Linked DNA regions of Mus musculus: region 2 is linked to region 1. A link is a contact called in public promoter capture Hi-C data. All regions are on one chromosome and are shown on one strand. The core of a region is the stretch at or near the end of the contact, and the rest is flanking DNA. Distances in the headings are between cores, read along the strand shown. Region 1 holds the start of Thbs4 (thrombospondin 4). Region 2 holds the start of A630019I02Rik (RIKEN cDNA A630019I02 gene).

Region 1 (4,624 bases), core at 1,037-3,536:
TGCTAGGAGGAGGAGATTTCTAAGACAGCTAAACAGTGACTTTAAAAAACAAGCCAAACCAAACAGTATCAACCTTCTTATAACTTACAGTTTAATCTTATTCGCATGAGAAAAACAGAAAGTGCCCAAGGTATTTCAAGTAGGAAAAAGTTTTGTAGGAAAATGCTTAATAAATGAAGAATAGAGATGTCAAATGGAACCACGGGGCAGTGGCTGGAGAGAAAATAACCCCAGGATATAAGCTAGGTCTATGGTGGATCCGATCTACAGGATCACACTGAAGGTACAGTCATTGGATCAGAGAGACGGAAACACTCTTGTCTCTCTCTCCTACCTGCTTGGTGCTCTTTTGTGTCCCACTTTATGCAGACTCCTGGCCTGCCTACGGAGGAATGGCATTTGGTCTGTGAGGGAACAGCGACATCTGACCCACTGACCAAAACCTCCCAGAACAGTCACTGAGGGAGTGGTCCCAGTCTGTGTCAGAGAAAGCTGTGGTGTGAGGCAGTATAACAATTGTTCCCTTTGCGTTTTGGGGGGCCAGGGCCAGGGTATCATTATATAACACATGCTAGCCTTGAATTCACTTCGTAGTCCAGGCTGACTTCTAACTCATGATTCCCCTGCCTCTGTGAAGCCCTCTGAGTCCTGGTGATTGCATCTACATACCATTACAAGCTTTGTTACTTGTAGTTTTATAGCTTGGGTGTCCTGTAGTCACCTAAATTTGTGTGTGTTTCTATGTGTGTGTGTGTGCGCGTGTGTGCGCGCGCGCGTGTGTGTGTGTGTGTGTGTGTGTGTGTGTGTGTGTGTGTGTGTGTGTGTGTGTGTAACCTCCTGAAGAAGATTCTAATGCACTCATCCAGCTAAATGTTGGCTTTTAAACGTGTAAATATTCATACACTCTACACTCGCTTCAAGGAAAACTTACTCTGAGCGAGTTGTACGGAGCATTTAAAGGCAGAGCTGTTCTGTCTAAAGGCAGAGCTCTTCTGTCTAAAGCATAGGCTAGAGCCCTCCACCCCTCTAACCTTGAGACTCAGTTCGGAAACCTGGAGAAAATATTCCAAAGTCTGATCCATCTCATTATTGCATAGGGACGCATACCTGCCCCTTTTGTGTGTTTTCAGTTCTAACTGATAGGCATATGGTGACCCATTCTGCCTAATGCACTAGATAAAACAACATTACAGAATGCCCAGAGAGGCCTTTATTAGACACCAAAGAGAAGATTGCTGAGAGGACAGCTCAGATCTTCGACTTATTAGCTGTAAACACAATCAGGAGTGGAGAGGGATTGGAGATAGAATGGTGGGTTAACCACCCAGCTGGTGGTAGATAGCTTCTACAAATGGAATGCTTTGAGAATACAGATGAGATAGGTCTAGAAATCCTCTGAAGCCCTCTGCACTGGTGGGGATTGTTACACAGGGAATATTTTTACTGCCGCTTTTCAAATGTTTTTCCCTTTAGTTAATCCATGACACCCTCTGAGGGCTCTGCCTGGGAGGAAGAGGGGCCACTCCAGTGCCCCTGCTTTGTCTTCCTAACCCCATAGCTTCAAACTGAACCTTTAGAAAGTGTTGTGCTGCCCAAGGTGGGTGCACAGCCCTTTTGCAAACTGGCCTGAAGTAAATCATCCATGAGACTCAGTATCTCCATCTCTGCCTAACTGTCTGCGTGGATACCTTGCGACATTTTTATTTCCAACACCCCCGCATTAAATAAATAAATAAATAAATAAATAAATAAATAAATCAATCCTTTCCACTTATCACTCTTTCTGTCTCAAAACTTGGTGGAAAAAAAAAAATTCATCATTTCAATTGTTCAAGGAAAGCTTGTAGAAATACACAAATCCTGTGGGGGAATCAGCAGTCAAGACCAGTTGGGAAAGCAATTAAAGTATTTAGAGACACGTCCAAGTGATGTTTCTCTAAATAACATAAAAAGTAAGAGGGAAAAGCATAGAGGTGCTCAAGGCTAGGGGACCAGAAGAGGCCTCCTCCGCTGTGGCCCTCTCTGCCCAACCTCTGTCCCTTCCTCAGCACACTTCTGTGTCTGCCCACCCCTTCCCACTGTCCACCTCATTCCATTCCGTCTGGTCTCCACACCAGCGTTTCCCTCGGTGGCCCACGCTCCCGGTTCCCGCCGTCCCCGCTCTTCCTGGCAAATGGGGGATCCTGGCCAAGGGGGCCGCCCTGACTCGGTCCTCCCCCGCACCCTCCCCCCCCCCGCCCCCCGGGCGGCTGGACCATAAAGCGCGGGCTGCGGCCGCGGAGCCCAGCAGCCAGCGCCCCTCCGACGGCTGCGCACTGCCCTGCCCGCCACCTGCGCGCTCACTGCCCGAGGCCAGCAAACAGCGCCCTACGCCGGCAAAGCCACGCCACATTGTCGCCTGCACAGCCCTCAGGGAGCAGAAGAGTCACCATGCCGGCCCCACGCGCGGCCGCGGCCGCCTTCCTCCTGCTGCACCTGGTCCTGCAGCCGTGGCAGCGGACGAGCGCCCAGGCCACACCCCAGGGTAAGTGGCTTCCTTTGGTCCCCTTTGCATCCAGCTAACTGTTGCTGTCCTGAGATCACCTAGAGGGGCCAGTTTTGCACTGCTCTGCCTGGGCTCCTGAGGCCTTGCCATGCACCTCTCTGTTCCTCCGGGACCAGAATGGAAGTACATCGTTATTGAAAGTGATGAGGAAAGTCTAGAATTTTCTCCAATTCCTTTACCCAACCACAGGACCAATTCCTTAAACTATAGTTTGGAGGGGGGTGCAAACTAGTTTTCATCATTCACTGTAGAATGTGCCACAGGGTCATTGGTCCTCTGGCAGGGGTTGAAATCCTGGTTGTCTGAAGACCAGTGTCTGTTCCCTCCAGTCCCTTCTCTCAGGGAAGCCCTGGCACCAAGTGGCACCACCCGTGAGCAATGCTGCTTTGCTCCACCCGCCTTCCGTGCTTCTTACAATCAAAGGTTAGCTCCCCCCCTCCCCCGGACTCAGTGTGGTTACTTGAGACTCTTTAGAAATCGATCTTTTTCTGTGAAGAGGCAAAAAAAAAAAAAAAAAAAAAAAATTCAATATTTGACAGGGAGTTGAAATAATTTTCAGGTAGAAAGCACTTACGGCTAAGCAAAATTTCGTATAAAGACCACAAGGAAGCAATTACTACAGCCAGGAAGGATCTCGGGGCTCGGGCAGGCTGTGCACATTGGCCTTCCTCGTGACACTGGGCACCTGGATTGGTTTACTATGGACGAGAATGAGGAAAGCCAGAAGCAGCACAGGAGGAGAAAAAGGTTTCCTTCCCGAGGCTGAGCAAAGCACGCTGAGCAGGCAGTCTGTGTTCCCTTCATGCCACCACAGTGGCCACCCACTGCACCCAACAGTCCAGAGGTTATTTTCTGTTATATAATATCTTCTGTTATATAAATTCTTGACATTGGAGCACACAACTTAGTGGTGTAGGTTAGGTTTGGATTCTACTTCTTTAGACCAGACAGTGAAGACTTGCATTCAAGTGATATAACCTAACTTATCCTGTTAACTTAGTTTCTGCAGACAATCTGATTAAGTCAGGTGTCTGGCAGATTCTTTTATAGAATTATCAAGTCGGCAATCAGCAGCTCAACTGATTTAATTCACTTATCTCCTTCTCCCTCTGGGCCAGGCTGCTAGCCCTGAATGAGCAGGTATTCAATCCCCGTGCTCATCGGTAGCAGTAATTTCACCTCTAACACTAGAGGCTCATTGCTCAGATCCTGGTACTTCTACTGAACTGTAATAGCGTTAGGTAGCATCTTATTTCCTCCTCAAAACACTCTCTAAAGTCATTGCTCACTTACCCAAGCTCAGACTCAAGAGCAGCAAATGAATCAAACGGGGAGCCAGGCAGACTGAAGCTCTCATGGAGAGCCAGCAAGATCACAGGCCGGATCGAAGTTGGAGCCGGCATGAAGCATCAGGAGTCAGTTCAGAAGACAGTTCTCAGACTCTGAATTTATGTCTGTCTCCTGGAGGTGCCTTATCTAGAACGGAGTTTTCAAGCACAACACTTTATCCAACCTTATCCCCCATTGGTGGGAATGATACATTTTCAATTCTTTAGAAATTATAAACCCGTTTTTGTAGCTTGAGGATGTGGGGCACTAGAAGGATAGGTGAGATGTTTTGCTTTTCAACTCAGCTAGTATTAAAGTCGCTATTATGTGAGGGCTTCTAGGGGGAAAGAAACAGCAGAGAAATAAATTATCTGTTTAAAAAAGTAGACATTCTCAAGTAACTACGGTTTTTCCTGTTTGCCTTAAATTTTTATTCAGTTTTTAGTAGAAAGCAACACTTGTTCATTGTAAAAACCAAACCTAACCAGAATTGCCAGAAAATAAACAACAACAAAAAAGTCTTATACAACCTAGAAATAGCTACTGTTAATATAAAGATGTTATTGAATCAACTTTTGTTTCAAATCTTTGTCTAAACAAATAAATCACTAAAGACAGCAAGTTATACGTATACATAACTTTGTAACTTTTTATAACTTTATCATGAACAAAAATGTTCTGTATGAAATTAACTACATTTCAAAAACATGGGCCAAAATTAATTTAGTCTGTTTTGTAGTGTAGGACACT
Region 2 (4,624 bases), core at 1,203-3,702, 300 kb before region 1:
AGAAGGAGTCTTTAGAGACAGGACCACCAAGACCAGCGCCAGCCATCCAAGAAAAGTTTGAGCCAGACATGGAAGGGCTAGAGCCGATTTCAACAGAAAAAACAGAACAAGCGTCTGAATACGTGACCTCATCTGAGCCCATAGTCCACAGAGAGGAGGAGCATGCGCCTGAGCCCATAGTCCACAGAGAGGAGGAGCATGCGCCTGAGCCCATAGTCCACAGAGAGGAGGAGCATGCGCCTGAGCCCATAGTCCACAGAGAGGAGGAGCATGCGCCTGAATCCATAGTCCACAGAGAGGAGGAGCATGCGCCTGAGTCCATAGTTCAAAGAGAGGAGGAGCATGCGCCTGAGCCTGAGTCCATAGTCCACAGAGAGGAGGAGCATGCGCCTGGGCCTGTGCCCATAGTCCACAGAGAGGAGGAGCATGTGCCTGAGCTTGAGTCCATAGTCCACAGAGGGGAGGAGCATGCGCCTGAGCCCATAGTCCACAGAGATGAGGGGCATGCACCGGAGCCCATAGTCCACAGAGAGGAGGAGCATGTGCCTGAGCCCATAGTCCACAGAGATGAGGGGCATGCACCTGAGCCCATAGTTCACAGAGAGGAGGAGCATGTGCCTGAGCCTGAGTCCATAGTCCACAGAGAGGAGGAGCATGCGCCTGAACCCATGGTTCTTAGAAAGGCACAACTAGAGAGGGGAGTGGAAACTTCTACGCCAATCACGGATACCACTGAACCCGAAGATTCTAGTCTAGAAGAAGAGATCATAGAACTTGATTACCCGGAAAGTCCTTTAGCTTCTAAGGAGACTTCCCCATCGCCTTTGTCCCCTGAAGTAGAGCACAGAAAAGAGCCCATTCTACCAACACAGATGACATTCACACCTGAACGTATCACTTTGTCCGAGGAAGAAAGAGAAGAAAACGAGTCTGTTTCTACCGATTCTGCTTTTGTATCTGAGTATTCAGTCCTACAGGATTTGAACCATACACCAGAGAAGCTGGAAGTAGAGGCAGTTTCTGTATCTGATGTGAAATCTAGCAATGAACCTGCAGTCTTTTCAGAGGACGACGAGGAACGTGAGTCTTATTCCCCAGCTATGACCTCTGTATCTGAGCAGTCTCTTTCTCCATCCACCACTGAGAAGACATCTGCCATCCAGTCCCCACTCTTTTCAACAGTTTCACCAGTCCTGTCTGGAGATGAGGCCTCAGAGAGCGTGTGTCACTCACCAGAATCTGAATCTGCGGCTGAGTATTCTGTTCCAGCACATGCGCAAGAGTTGCTGTTGAAAACAGGTGACCACAAGCTCCCATTAAAGTCCCAACGTGTTTCTGAGCCCATCATTCAGGCAGAAGATGAGAAAGAAGATATTGGGCTACTTCCCCCAGCAGCACTGAGCCAGGCAGTTCTATCGGAAGATGAGAGTCTAGGAAGTGGAAGTTTCGCATCAGATTCAAAGCTGCCATTTAAACCCTCGGTTTCACAAAATGCAACACGGGAATCCCCCCAAAAAACAATAGATGACATGCCCCAATTCAAACCAAGAGGCCTTTCTGATCCTGCAACCCTGTTAGAAGAAGAAAAGGAAGCCATTGGAGTTGGGCTATCTTCATCCAATGAGGTCTCTGCAGTGGAATGCGCTCTCCCCCCACAAACCACTGAGCTGCTTTCTGAAAGCCATGCCCCACCTCCCTGGGCCATCTCATCCGAACAAGTGGTCCAATCAGAAGAAGGGAGCAGAGACCAGCAGCGGGGCTCATTCTCTTCCACACCAGAGCTTGGCCACACATCTCCTCTGCTTCTAAAGGGTGCCTCCTCACCCACAGGTCTATCAGAGCAAGGGCAGGAAGAGGACAATATTGGGCCCCTTTCCCCTGATTCTGCATTTGCGTCAGAATTCTCATTCTCACCCTATCCGACTCAGGAACTAGAGAAGAGAGAGCTGGGGCGGGATTCTCCACTGTGCTTAACGTCCCCCTCTGAGCAGACTGTTCTGTCTGATGAGGACACGGAAGAGGCTGACCTCTTTTCTCCGGATTCAGCATCACAGGTGTCAATCCCACCATACCGAATCGCAGAAACAGAGCAAAACAAGGTCGAGCCAGACGAATTACTACCTAGGAGGTCTGCTCCAGACTATCCCTACTTCTCAGAGGCAGATGAAGAAGAGGCGGGGTCCTCAGTGGTCACGCCTGTGCCTGAGCATTCTGAGCCATCGCAGGAGCGGGAGGAGTCTTCCCCTTGTAGGCCTGTGTTCGAAGATCTGAGCCTGCTACCTTCGGCAGATAAGACCGGCCAAGCAGAAACTATGTCAGATGTTCCAACAATTTCAACCTCTGTGTCTGAATATCTCATCCTGGCACAGCAGGAGAAAACTCAGGCATCTTTGGAGCCTGAGGCTGAAGATTTGGTACCACCACCAACCAGTGGATGGGAGAAGAGAGATGCAAAGAGTAGTCTGCCAGCAGTTACAATAGCAGCTTCCTCTTCTGCACTCTCATCAGTGGTAAAGGAAGAAACCACATCCGTTTTGCCCACCTCTCAGCCCTCAGTTTCACCCGAGTCAACCTGTGTGCTTAAGCCAGAGCAGGAGCCCACAGCACCTCTCACTCTAACAAGTGCAGATGAACAGATGGCTTTGCCCAGAGTCGGAAGGGAAAAAGCTGTGCTGGATTCTCAAGAAGCGACAGCACACAAATCGCAGGATCAGACACCAGAGCCTCGGCTCCCAAATGTTCCAGGGTCTGGGATGAAATATTCAGTTTTGTCTGACTTGGGAGATGAGCCAAAGGCGGATGTCAAACTCAATTTAGCTCCAACTGTGACTTCTGAACTAGAACAGAGAATGTTGTCAAAGAATGAGCCTGAAGTGGCAAAACCACACTCACCTCCAGAGGAAACATCTATTTCTGGACCTAAGGTTTTATCTGCAGTGAAAACGGAAGTGAAACAGGAGTCCAAAATAACCAGGGAACTTCCTGCGGCTTCATCGGGGAGAGAGAGGGGAGCAGAACACAGTCCACCTGCACCACCTGCACTTCCAGCATTGATGGAAGAGATGGGGAAAGACACAGAAGCCAGCTCTTCTGCCACCACAGTGCCAGTAACTAAGCTTGATTCAAATTCAACTAAATTAGGCAGGGATGAAGTCCTGACAGATCCATCTCTTGCCAGCCCTGTGGAACACCCAGGCTTAAAGGGAGTAGGGAAGAGCGAGTTAGGCAGTGGTTTGCCTTTGCCCAGCATGTCTACCTCAGAGGTGTTAAGGCCTGAACCCAAACTTCCTGTCAACTCAGGGGTTGAGGTAGAGAGAGAAGACAACGAGCCACCTCCATTGCAAGTGTCACCCACATCCAAACCCACGGTGCCAAATGACAAACACGAGGAGATAACAAGGTCTCCTGATTCTGAAAATGTAGTTTCAGATGATTTAGCTCCAACATTACTGGCCCTCAGACATGAGATGAACAGGCAAGCAGAGGAGACATCTTCTCCAGTGCCGGGGAGTTTCCTGTCAGGAGAGCAAGAGCTTATAAAGCTCCCCCCAGAGCCTGAGAAGCACAAACAGTTATCAGAAGTACCAACTGCTGGGTCAGAACTCATTGATAGTAGAGATAGAGATAGATCCTTAGGTATAGAACCAGTAAAACCCATCGGAACGGAACCAGGGCCTTCTATCTTAGAAAAGGGCCCCGCTGAGCTTCAGAGAAGAGGAAAAGAACAAGAAGAAAACAGGAAGCTTCCTGTGCCTGCCTCAGCTCCATTAGAGACTGCTTCTTTTGACCTCCCCATTGAGCAAAAAGAGCCTAAACGGACCCTTCATGAGGGCCAAGCTGTTGAGGTGCCTGATGAGAGCAGCTCTTCTGCAGATAAGCCAGAGCTGGGTGTTAAACAATTGGCAGAGAAGAAGGAGAATTTGGAGCAACCCAAGCCATTTGTGACAACTGAGCGTGCCAGTGTTACAGGATCAAAAGTGAAAGAGAGTCTCATTTCTCCAAAGGACAACACCTGGATGCTGGAAAAGCCAGATGGCTTAGTCAATCAGCATGAAGATAGAAAACCAGGAACTGGGCAGCTGGAGTCCTCTGAGAGCACTGATCTGATGTCAGAGAAACTTGGGGCTGCTCCACTGGATACAGATCACACATCTGAAACCAGAAACCAAGAAACAAGCAAAGCACCAGTGTCTGGTGAGAAGCTATCTCAGGAACCCAGAAGGGTTCAGTCAAAGGCTGTAGATGATTCTGAGGAAGGGAGAAAGCTAGCCTCTGGCAACGTGGAAGTACTCACCCAAAGTAAATCTGTCCCTGCTGTGAAAGCAAAAGCCACACCTCAACCTCCAGAGACCCCAGAGGTGACACAAAAGCCATCTGAGAAGTCACTCGTCACTGAGCAAGGTCTTCCTGCAGAGAAGGGAAAGAAAGGCATTTCATCTTTTAAATCATGGATGTCTAGTTTATTGTTTGGATCAAGCATTCCAGATAGTAAGGTCTCTGACAACGAAGATCTAGAAACTCGTCCAGGTCCCTCTGTAGAGAAAGCAGTACCTGCCATAGAGCCTAAAGGTACAGTTCCTGCTGAGGTTAATATAGCCGAGAAGCCAGCGGTTCATTCATTACC

What was found. Promoter capture Hi-C pulls out the DNA fragments that hold promoters and counts their contacts.
Region 2: a promoter capture Hi-C map of pre-B cells shows a contact between it and region 1, with 5 times the contacts expected there. The contact joins the promoter of A630019I02Rik here to the promoter of Thbs4 in region 1. A contact is called at or near these places in 14 of 39 promoter capture datasets (the 3T3-L1 cell line, 3T3-L1-derived adipocytes, HPC-7-derived erythroid cells and 9 more).

The regions. Positions count from the first base shown.
Region 1 is chr13:92,792,480-92,797,103 of GRCm38.p6, reverse strand. It overlaps Thbs4 (thrombospondin 4), which reads left to right and starts at 2,286. Exons shown (of 22, transcript NM_011582.3): 1 at 2,286-2,524. The coding sequence starts at 2,431.
Region 2 is chr13:93,092,661-93,097,284 of GRCm38.p6, reverse strand. A630019I02Rik (RIKEN cDNA A630019I02 gene) reads right to left here and starts at 2,452. Exons shown (of 4, transcript NR_046182.1): 1 at 2,122-2,452; 2 at 1,546-1,571; 3 at 1,234-1,430; 4 at 1-752. Cmya5 (cardiomyopathy associated 5) reads left to right here. Exons shown (of 13, transcript NM_023821.3): 2 at 1-4,624.